Regions from separate parts of the Rattus norvegicus genome. Here region 1 is linked to region 2. A link is a contact called in public Hi-C data. All regions are on one chromosome and are shown on one strand. Each heading gives the region's core, a stretch centred on a gene start, on an enhancer-like site or on the middle of the called end of the contact. The rest is flanking DNA. Distances are from core to core; before and after follow the strand shown. Region 1 overlaps Pvt1 (Pvt1 oncogene). Region 2 holds the start of Myc (MYC proto-oncogene, bHLH transcription factor).

What was found. A called contact is a pair of places that touch in the nucleus more often than the background predicts.
Region 1: a Hi-C map of kidney shows a contact between it and region 2, with 5 times the contacts expected there. The contact joins the enhancer-like site here to the promoter of Myc in region 2. A contact is called at or near these places in 6 of 12 Hi-C or Micro-C datasets (Schwann cells, kidney, liver and 2 more) and 1 of 1 datasets of contacts at active chromatin or transcription factors (oligodendrocytes).

What each region holds. Positions count from the first base shown.
Region 1 is chr7:95,721,575-95,727,282 of GRCr8, forward strand. All of the region lies in intron 3 of Pvt1 (Pvt1 oncogene), which reads left to right. Among named protein-coding and RNA genes, the nearest start is that of Pvt1, 180 kb to the left of the region's middle. Within about 2 kb of position 1,262, at least 14 of the 93 cell types and tissues checked have an H3K27ac peak or open chromatin away from gene starts, as enhancers often do. A contact at or near this core is called in kidney and liver, where this site is marked.
Region 2 is chr7:95,478,648-95,484,736 of GRCr8, forward strand. It overlaps Myc (MYC proto-oncogene, bHLH transcription factor), which reads left to right and starts at 4,458. Exons shown (of 3, transcript NM_012603.2): 1 at 4,458-5,023. The coding sequence starts at 4,994.

The sequences.
Region 1 (5,708 bases), core at 12-2,511, 240 kb after region 2:
ATTGGGCAAAGATTGACTTTACTGACTTTTTCAGAATACAACTGGAAACAGCAGGCTCACAAATGTGGCATTAATCTAAAGCAGAATTTGCAAGTGGCTTATCAAACAGTCTGTGTTAATTAAAATGGCAACTATGGGCAACAATTAAAAAAAAGGCAGGCTTACTTCAAAACAGCTGGAAGATGGGATTTGAAATGTTCTTATAACATAAATATTTGGGGTGAGTAAATTGCTTTTATTTGGTTATTATATACTATATACATTCACTGAAAAACCATACTGAATTCCTTAAGTACCCAGTTATTATGAGAATTAAAAATACAATTCCAAAAGAATCAAAGAGTGCAACAGTGTAAACTCCAGTTTTCCACAGCAGATAATAACGTTCCATGCAGATTTAACACTTCCCCTAAAATACCCGGGCCCTGGGCTTAGAGCCTCTGCGCCTGGACCCCACAACGTCTTAGATTCAGACCTTCATATACTGAGACTTCCCCGTGCTCTCTCTTTCTCTTTCTGCTGTACTCACCTAAAAAATGCTGCACAAATATCTTCCCTGCCTCAAAATCACTGTGCAGTTCAGATGAGGATATGGGCGCCCAGAGAGTGACGTATGGTTTGGTGTGAACTACGTATAGGTTGATAGTTACTATCGTTACCGACCTTTTTGCTGTCCTGTCGTGCGCACGTGTCTCTGCTTTCCCCCATGGGAACATGAACACCTGATAGCTGTGAGGCCGGCTTCAGCTTTGTGGGGCAATAGTGGTTTGATTTCTGCATTCCTTCCTCTTTGTTGGCTCCCCAGTGTGACCTGAGAAACACCTGTATTGGAGTCACCTGGGGAACTTATTGATATGTCAGTTGCTGCGCACTGGCCCAGAACCTTTGAGTCAGACGCTGGCTGTCAGCTCTGATTCTTGCCTTGGCCCCTTCTCTCTCAGCACTGCTTGGCAGCACCGCAGACTGTGTGAAGTGTTTCCTACGTGCTGTGCAGTCTCTATCCCTGGGAAAAGCAGGACATTTGGGGGCGGGAAGTGGGTGGAAATGGATCAATTAGCATAGAGTCTTTGCTTGAACTTTACCCTGGCTTTATGGAGCTTGGAGACACAGGGTAGGTTGCATTCCTCCCTCTGGAGCTGTTTAATTCCTCCCCACTCTCTCAGGTTGTGTTTTTGGCTCATTCCAGCTACTTAGTGTGGTGATATTTGCTTCCAGACCGGATGGGCAACCGGAGCTGTCAATGGAAAGGTGTGTTAGCTTTCAACCCGAGCCAGGGGAGAGCACTTCCACAGTTGCTCAACACTCGGGCCATCCAAACCTAACAGTTCCCTCGTAAAGTCTTAGCTTGATAACATGTTCATGTTTCTAGTTTTCCTCTCCTCTGTGACCACACTGTAATGGCAACAAGCACAAGACGTACTCCATACAGATCAAATAGCTGAGGTCGGGACCGGAAGTTTTTACTTCAATTCTAAGTTGTATGTTTAGTACACACAAAGTCTTGGGGTTTCATCGGTAGCACCCCAAACTAACAGCAATGACAAAAGCAGAATACCCAAAACAGCAACGACAGCAAACAAACCAACCAAATCCAGAACCAACCAAACAAAAGTCACACGGAGAAAACAACAACAAAAACATATCTAGGTTCAAATCCCAACTTGGAAATTGAGTTCTGTTACTTTTTTAAAAGTAGTTTTATTCTCCTTTGTCTATTTGCAAAGCAGCTCAGCTAGGTGGATGCAGGAATGGCGCCAATGATTATCTCTCCCTGTTATCTTCTGCCGGTCCCAACCACATGGTCGAACTTTGCTCACTGAGCTCTTAGCAGACATTTTGCCAGATGAACTTTGAAAAAGAGCTTCCAATGCCTCTGTCTCACGTAAAACAGGCTGATCTAGAGTGACCCCCTCAACTCTAAAATTGTGATCAATGAAGCACAGTACAGCTGGGGTACTCTATCTCATTTGACAGCAGCCTAGACTACAGCTCTGAGTAAGCCTAGTAAAAGCCCATTCAAGCTGTCTGCCTGACTGCCTTGATGTGTGGACATCAACCTAGTGTTTATGCCATGGAGGTTTGGTTGTTAGAATGGTTTCAGTGATCTATATAACGGGGATATCAGTGATACCTCTTGAACTTTACAAGGCCAGGAGGCAGATAGTACCACACAAATTACCTGGTCTATTAAAGTCCTATAAGAGAGAGATGATGGACCCCCTGTAAATCTGTCTGGCATATCACCCATCCACTATGTCTAGGGTATCTGTAATCTCCATTACAGCAATTTCCCACCAACCTGCAAGTCCATATTGGTAGAGATGTCATTTGCTGGATAGAGATCATGAAAAAGAGCAAGGAGGTGTTGAGAAGCTAGGTTCTCATTTGCTGTATTAAGCTGAGGGGATCTCTGAATCTTCTGTGATCCACTGACTTATTGGGTCTCCCTGCTCATATCGCTCAGGGGTACACACACTCTGCTTCAGGCATCTGTTCATGAATGCTGCATGGAGCAACAGAATTACTTGGGGTACCTGCTTTCCACCCACATAACTTATTCTTTCTCATTGGACTCGGTGTGGAGGAATCGCTCTCCTGAGACTTAAGGAGGAAAAACATTAGCTTAGAGATGTTAAATGGGTGACCAGAAGTGACAGCTACGAAAGTAGCAACATGAGCATTTAGGTCCAGTGCTACCTGACAGCAAAGCATAAATAGGTTTTACACAGGAAGAAGGTCCACATGGTGGATAGATGCCACTGCTGAATGTAACCAGGTTACCTATAACACCTCGAGTGATGGCTGAGACCATTGGGCACCACTGAAGTGCTTGGATAATCAACCTCAAATGCATCATGAGTTTGCAGACCTTCTTTTAACGCACTAGAAAAACATGCTGTCCCACACCGAAGGCACTGTGTGCTCTCATCTAAGGGAAGCCAAACAAAACTAAAACTGTTTATCTGCCAGGATGAGGTACAAGAACTGCTTCATGGGTTACATGCGCAGCCCACCCTCAAAAGAGCAGAAGAGCAAAGCCCCCATCCCAGCCACCTGCTACTGACTCCTTCCTCCTGCCTGCCAGCTCAGAGTAGGATGGGGAGAGCGCCAAAGACATTCTTAGGCTTCCGTTCTTGTTGGCACAGTGGCCAGGAAGAAACCCTGCTTGGCTGGCTGCCTTGGGCACCTGCCACCATCGTATGTTTGTTTGATGGGTCATGGGGAGGAAGCGGAATGTTTCTGTTAGGCCATGGGCATTTTAGACCCTAGAGACCAGCTACTGGGACAGATGCACTCAAGGACTATCCCTTCCCTTCCTTGTGCCTCCTCCCAGCTACGTGGCAAATGATAGTTCTACCTTCTGCTCAAGAGACCCAAGGATGAAGGCAGGAACATGCATGGTCTACACAGAGCAGATACCATTTTTCAGTTTTTCAATCCTAAATGATGGAGCCCTCACCCCCAACCCCCACTCCGGGCACACTCAACAATCTTTATATGTTAGATCTCACACCATTCCCATATCCTTTCAATCAGGTCAGATCAGAAGGACTTCTCGGAAAGCTGGACCTCATGGCACTCACCGATCATTCTGATATCCAGAGAAGCCGAGGTGAGGAGATCAAGGTTCAAAACTAGCCCAGGGGACATAGTGAGACCTTGTTTCCAAAACAGTATCATATCTTTGAATTCAGCTGAGGGCCTCTGATATCACTTTGCCTACTTTTGTATAGATATTAAGAGTTATTTATGTATCTCAGGCTGGCCTGGACTGCTATGTGACCCAGAACTTATGATGTATCTACCTTCCCTTTCCAAGTGCTGGAATGATGTGGGGTGTGCCACCACATATGGTCTTTTATGATACCTTTAGGCTTTTGTTTTGATTTTTTTTTTAAAGATTTATTTCATGTAAATAACCCCACACTGTCCTTGGCACACCAACAGAGGGCATCAGATACAATTGCAGATGGTTGTGAGCCACCATGTGGTTGCTGGGAATTGAACTCATAACCTTTGGAAGAGCAGCCAGTGCTTTTAACTGCTGAGCCATCTCTCCAGCCCTTGTTTTGTTTTTTAAACGTGCTACTGGGGGTTAAACCTAGGATTTCAGACATGCAGGCAAGCACTCTATCAATGGAACTGCAACTGTGGCCCCATGAATGATTGGAACATACCTAGAGTCTCAGTGTAGTTTCCTTCCTGTCTCAACCAAGTGAAGAACTATTTATGAGATATATCTTAGACAGGAGGGTTTCATCCTTGATAAAACAACATGGCAGTAGTTAACGTGCTGAGTGCCGATGGCTGGCAAGCTTTTCCTCTCACACGGGCCTATGGCATGAATGGAACATAGTCAGTATGGTTTACAGTCCAGGCAACCAAAGCTCAGGGGCGGGAGCCACTTACCAAGTGCCTTGCAGGAAGGCCCAGAGAAAGGAAGGAATGTCCGTCTTTGTCTTTAAAGCCTAACTTCATTTCTGATTTTTTTTTTTTTTTGGTTGTTGTTGTTGTTGCTGTTGAAAACAGTATAGGAAAACTGAAATGACTCTAACCTATGTGGTCTGCACTCAAAGAGGCTCGGCTGGCCCATGACTCCCGGGATCTCTCAAATTGCCCTTTGAAGGAGGACTTTATTTCCTACACTCCCTGAGGAGGTGTGACCCTCTTCAGTCCTACATAAAGCCAGGAGTAGAGGATGAGCCCCAACCTTTTTGTCTATCTCTGTAGGTTTTCCTAATCGGCCATCTGCCTCATTCTGAGGTCTGATGTGCCGGGACAGGCTGTGAAGGGAAAGGAACACCCACCCACCTGGGTTGGGTGGGCACCAGGAGCTGGCAGCCCTCTGCAGTTCAGCTCTAAGGAAGCTCCATGACCAACTGCTTTCCTGTAACCTCCTGTGGCTAGAACCTGGGGCTGCTGGATAGAGAGAAAGTCCTGGCAGCTCCTCTGTACAGGCCCCTCATATGCATAACATGAAGTTGTTCTAGGTCTATGCATGGTCCTGACTCTCTCTGTACCAAGGAGGGGCTGATACGGCTGCTGATTCATCCTGATCCTCCTTGCTCTGTGCTCTGCAGCTGGCTGCTTATCTTCCTGTTACTGGTCCCCTACTTCTGCTCTCCTTCATTCATTCATCCCTTTAAGCTCTCTAATATTGCAGTAAATATTAAAAATAGCCTGAATCTTTTATTCCGAGTTAGCGCTGGCACCCGTAGAGCCACATGGCACTGCGGGTACTTTTATTTCAGTGGCTCCACGCTGCCCCCAAGTACTCTCAGACCCAGGTGGTCTGCGAGCCGTTCTAGTGTGACACCTTGCCAAGCTGGTCCCTAGACTTAGTTTCGGCACCGGAGAGCTATATGGAACTAACCATAATTTATCTCTGGTTAGTATCTCTCCCGGCAGCTTTCTAGTAGCCTCAAACTATCTGGTTCCAGCTACCCAGTAAAATCAAGACTCAACAAACTGTAAACCAACAATCAGATTTATATGTTAAATTCTCAGTCCACAATACAATAAACTCACAACGAGTTAATAAGGATATAAACTGCCCACCTAGATAAGATAAATTGACCTATAGAAATCAATCCCTTAAGAAATAGACGTAACTCCCTAGGGTCATTTAAGACCACCAGGATCTGGGTCGTCCTTCTCTGTCTCCATCTTGATTCTCTCTCCTTTCCTTTCTCTCCCTCCTTACAAAA
Region 2 (6,089 bases), core at 3,208-5,707:
CAAGCAGTCAGTGTCCTGAGTAGGCTTGTACACTGAGCCCTGCAGGCTGTCATCCAAGCACTCAGAAATCCAAGGCAAGAGCAAGTTTGAATCTAGCTTGAACTGACTGCATAGTGAGGCCCTATCCCAAGACACCATGGGCTAAGGATGTAGCTCAGAGACCAAGCCCTTGTCTAGTGTTTGAAAGCCTCTGGATTTGATTCCCAACAATAAAAACAACAGCATACACTCAAATACTCACAGACACACACATACCACTCCTTAAACACTAAAATTTAGTGCAGGTATAGTGGTACATGAAACTCTAATTCCAGCACTAAAGACCCTAAGGCAGTTTTTATTTTAGTTAGAAGCCATCCTAGGCTACATTCTCAAGAAAATTCTAATACGTACATTTTATTGACAAGATTATAAACATATGGCTTTCTTGTTCTTTTTTAACCTTTTTTTTTAATTTTACAATGAATGTGGTACCCTTTCATTTCCTAATGTGTAAAATGGGGATGTCCCTTACCTTCCTGTTACTTGAAAGAGACACCCCAGGTGATGTCACCAGGCTGGGGTACAGTATGGGCAAGTCCCCAAACCACAGGCTATTCCACTACCTGGGTTCCCACACCTACACTGGACCGGCATGATTTGGAAGTAAGATCTTAAAATAATCCACAATTACTCCTTTTCGAAAAACACCTTTGGAGTGTCAGCCCTACCCACTCTCATAGTTGATGGTGCTGTCCTGTGTTTGGGGTGTTTGGCGAGAGGCTGAGGGTGGGTTGCACAGTCTCTAACAGACTAATGCTAAAGAGATGACCCTAGGAACTCTTCCCTAAGAGGCCTTTTCCAAGGGGAGGCTATCCACCCTGTCACATATGTTGAATACTCTGTTAATCAGATGCAGTCGAGAATCTTCTGCATAATACTGAGACATTCACAACCACTGTGTAGGTTGTACAAATTTCCATTGTATTATGCCCACCTTTAAGCAGTTCTTTGGGTTTAAATTTTCAACCTTTAAAAAAAATTATGTAGCACCTCGGTAGTGGTGGGCCACAGCTTTAATCACAGTGCTTGAGAGGCAGAGGCAGGCAGATCACCTACTTTGAGGCCACCCTGATCTAAGGACTTGAACTCAAGAGATCTATCCACCAGCTTGTATCCTATTTAATTGGGTGATTAGTTTCATTTTCTCAATCTCTCTCTTGTTTTAGCTCTTTATATATATTTGAATATTAGCTCCTTCTCAGATGTGGAGCTGGTAAAGATCTTTGCCCATTCTGTAGGCTGCCACTTTGCCCGAATGATGCTGTCCTTTGCCATACAGAAGATTATCTGTTTCATGAGACCTCATTAAGTAATCTGCCTGCCCCTGGAACTTCTGTACAACACGCTGACCTGAACTTCACAGAGATCCTCTTGCCTCTGCCTCCCAGACATTTGGGATTAAAGGCATTCATCACCATGCCCGCTAAAATTTTGACCTTGTAATAAAATGGCTGTCTAAAATATTCTGGCAGAGGAATCCCACTCTTTCTCTGCGCTAATTGTTTAACCACCCAATTTATAAGCAGTAGGGCCCGGGGTGAGCATCATTAAGAATGTAGAAACCGGGCTGGAGAGGTGGCTCAGCGGTTAAGAGCACCCGACTGCTCTTCCAGAGGTCATGAGTTCAATTCCCAGCAACCACATGGTGGCTCCCAACCATCTGTAAAGAGATCTGATGCCCTCTTCTGGTGTGTCTGAAGACAGCGACAGTGTACTTACATATAATAAATAAATAAATCTTTAAAAAAAAAAAAAAAGAATGTAGAAACCAGGTGCAGAGTCTCAAGATTCAATGTAGCTACTGAAGGGCATGCCCCCCGCCCGGGATTCCATTCACACTTATCAGGGCATAAACCTGGGTGCGGTGAGATGTGTCCTGGGATTCATAAGGTCTTTTGTAAAGAAGAGGAAGAGGAAAAAAAACAAAAAACAAAAACAGTAACACAAAACTAATAAAATAAAACCGTGAGTCTCAGGCAAGCAAAAATTAGTAGTGAGACCATCTCTCAAAAAAACAGCAATAGCAAATAATGATAATAAAACAAGGTGATGATAAATTAATACCCCTGCCTTGCGTTTTGACTCCCCTTGCCCAATAAAATCCAGTGTTCTGCTTTCAAGCTTCCAGCTTAGAACATGATGACAGAGGTGTGGGACCTGGGGGATAAAGCTTGCTCTGCTTTTTACTTCTTTCACATGTATACCCATGAATTATTCACTTTTCCCATCCACAACTAGGGCTCTCTTTTGGGTGAATGTCTGAAAGTAGCCATGGGTTAATTTTCTCCCCGTCTATGCAGCTGGATAGCCACCTCGGAACCACTTTTTCCTCTAGTAATTTCTCTTCCTTTAGCTCCTTGGCAGTCTGAAAGAGTCATTTAAAGGATGACCGGAAGCTTATCTTAGGCAACGAAGCTTCTTCCCAGAACCTGGAAGCCCAGCAAGCAAATGCCCTGCCCCCACCCGACCTCCGCCCTCGTTGGCTTCGCAAAGCTGTGATCTGTGGCCAGTAGAGGGCACACTTTACTTTCGCAAATCCGAGAGCCACAACCCGGGGAGGGGGCGGGGAAAGAGTCTCTGCAGCAAAATGCAGCCTAGGGATTGGTGGCTCTTGGCGTTTGAGGCAAAATCCTAGAGGCTGTAGTCATTTTGCAATCCTTAAAGCTGAATTGTGCAATGAGCTCGATGAAGGAAGATACTATCATCCAACAGCTGAATCCTAAATTGCAAACTCAATGGCTAATGACTACTTTGAACAATGCGCACCTTACACACGCTACACGCTACTGTAGTCTCTTCTTTTTTTAGGGGGTAGCAGTGAGAGGTTTCTTAAAATGCCTTGGGGCGAGGAGTCCTGAATGAGGAGACTGCTTTGGGTTTTGATGCGTAGGATAAGCAAATCCCGAGGAAATATGCACTATATAATAAATCTAGAACCAAAACACAGAGCAAAAGATTCATGTTTCACGTTGGTTAATAAACTAGGTTATCGTGTATATATTAAGTGTGTATACCTTTGGGGACTCTACAAAATGCACGGCATGGTATTGAGGAAAAAGTAAATTGGGAAATTAGTGTAAAAATTAGAGTCGGCTTTTAATTAGTTTAACACACACATACGAAGGCAAAGACACAACGTTACTTTGATCTGACCCGGGCCGACCTTTTTTTAAGTGCATAATTACGATTCCAGTAATAAAAGGGGAAAGTTTGGGGTTTGTCCTGAGAGGAAGGGGTTAACGGTTTCCTTTATTCTAGGGTCTCCGCAGGCTCCCCAGATCTGGGTTGGCAATTCTACTCCTCCCCCTTTCTGGGAAGTCCGGGTTTCCCCCAACCCCCAATCCATGGCATATTCTCGCGTCTAGCGCCTTGATTCCCGCCCCCCCCCACCCCCAACCTCTAAGCCGGAGTCTGGTGCAAACTGGCTCCACAGGGGCAAAGAGGATTTGCCTTTAGTGAAAACTGGCTGTGGAACTGGAACTCTGAGTGGAGGTGCATGGGGTGTAGACTGGCAGAGACTCGACCGGGAGGATCCGGGTAGAGCGCGCCCACCGCCGCAGTCCTACTCTACTCCAGCTCTGGAACGCGCAGAAAGACCTACGGGGCAAGGAGCCGCCTCCACCCCACCCCGCCTGGTGGAAGGTCCGAACGGGAGGTGTTGGAGTGGAGGGCCTTTCTGGCAGCAAATTGGGGGATTCATTCTGTAAAGAATGTGCCCAGTCAACATAGCTGTACGCCCAAACGCAAAATACACACTGCCCTCCCCGAGAGATGCAGTGGCTGTTTATTCCTAAGTGGCTCTCCAAGTATACGTGGCATTGAGTTGCTGAGCAATTTTAATGATTCCAGGCATCGTTTTTCTGCTCAGACCTCATCTGTCGTAGGTCTTCAACTATCACTCCACACTGAGCAAGGGCTCCTACATAACTCTTTTTTTTTTTTTCGTCCTTCCCTTTTTAAATTCTGTTTCCCCGACCTTAGAGAGACGACTGGCCGCCCGAGACGTGCGTGACGCGGCTCAGGGTACACGGCGTATTGTGTGGAGCGAGGCAGCTGTTCCACCTGCGGTGACTAATACACGCAGGACAAGAACACAGTTCAGCCGAGCGCTGCGCCCGAACAACTGTACAGAAAGGGAAAGGACCGACGCGCGAGCAGGAGAAAATGGTCGGGCGCGCAGTTAATTCATGCTGCGCTATTACTGTTTACACCCCGAGTCGGAGTACTGGGCTGCGGGACTGAGGCTCCTCCTCTTTCCCCGGCTCCCCACTAGTGCCCCTCCCGAGTTCCCAAAGCAGAGGGCGGGGGAGCGAGAGGAGGAAAAAAATAGAGGTCGGGAGGGGAGGGAGAAAGAGATTCTCTGGCTAATCCCCGCCCACCCGCCCTTTATAATCCGGGGGTCTGCACGGCTAAGGACCCCCGGGCTGCGCTGCTCTCCGCTGCCGCCTCCGCCGCGCCCACTCCGCTCGCCTCCTGCCTCCAAAAGGGCAGGGCTTCGCCGAGGCTTGGCGGGAAAAAGAAGCGAGGGGAGGGATCCGGAGTCGCAGTATAAAAGAAGCTTTTCGGGCGTTTTTTTTCTGACTCGCTGTAGTAATTCCAGCGAGAGACAGAGGGAGTGAGCGGGCGGGTTGGAAGAGCCCAGTGTGCAGAGCCCCACTCCGGGCTTCCTAGGAAGGCAGCTCTGGAGTGAGAAGGGCTTTGCCTCCAGGCTTGCTGCCTCCTCGACCCAATCCTCCCGCTGACCCAACATCAGCGGTCGCAACCCTCGCCGCCTCTGGGAAACTTTGCCCATTGCAACGGGCAGACACTTCTCACTGGAACTTACAATCTGCGAGCCAGGACAGGACTCCCCAGGCGCAGGGGAGGGAATTTTTGTCTATTTGGGGACAGTGTTCTCTGCCTCTGCCCGCGATCGGCTCCCCTGAAAAGAGCTCCTCGCGTTATTTGAAGCCTGAATTTCCTTTGGGAGGTGGAAAACCCGGTAAGCACAGATCTGTTGGTCTTCTACTGTTTTCTCTACGTCCTGAGTGTAGCGACCGGTTAGAACAGTCTTTATTCAATTTCTGTGCTTTTGACACTTTACTCAGAGTAGTTGGGGTAGGCCGGGGCGGAGTTGAGGTGGATCTGAGTCGGGGTAGAACGACTTGTCAAGATGACAGGAAAGGGGAAGGAAAAAACCGGGGTGCATTTTGAAACTGTCTTCCAGAGGTTACCGTGGGCTGACGCTGACCCGGGCCGGTTGGACATTCTTGCTGTGCTACATTAATTGATATTTATGTCCTTTGGGGGGGGGGGTGTCAAAGCCGGAGGTCTCTTCGCGGTGGCCAAAGGAAGCCCTTCGTATCCTGAGGTCTTTGGGAAAGGGATTACCTTTTGCGTGTTCTCCGCAAAAAGCGAGAAGGCTCCGTAGCCTCTGACTTCCCAGTCTTTGGGAGGGCATTTAAATTTCGGCTTGGTGCATTTCTGACAGCCTGAGACCAACTCGGGGGTGCGTCCCGCCCGCCAATCCCCGGCGGCGATTGCAACCGGTCCCTGATCCTTTTAAGAAGTTGCCATTGGGCTTTAAAAATAGTGATCATAGTAAAATTTAAGCCTAACCCTCCGCGGTATTAGGACTTGGTGTTGGACTAGCGCACTGAGGAGAGGCAAAACTGGGGCAGGGATGTGACCGATTCGTTGACTTGGGGAAAACCAGAGGGAATCCTCACATTCCTGGTTGGGATCCGCGGGTATTCCCCGCGCCCCTGAATTGCTAGGGAGACTGCGGTGAGTCTTGATCTGAGCTGTTCGGTAACAGCTGCTACCCTCGGCGGGGAGAGGGAAGACGCCCTGCACCGGGTGCTGAATCGCTGTGGGGTCTCTGGCGCAGTGGCGTCGCGGTTTAGAGTGTAGCAGGGAGGTGTCTCTTATTATTTGACACCCCCTCCCCTTTGGAGAGGCTTGTTAGAGCCTGAGACTGAGCTCTCCCCTCCAAGTCAGCAATAGGAAAGAAAAGCCGGCAAAGGAAGGAAGGGGGGCGCGCTGGGGGTGGAGAAAGAGGAGGGCGG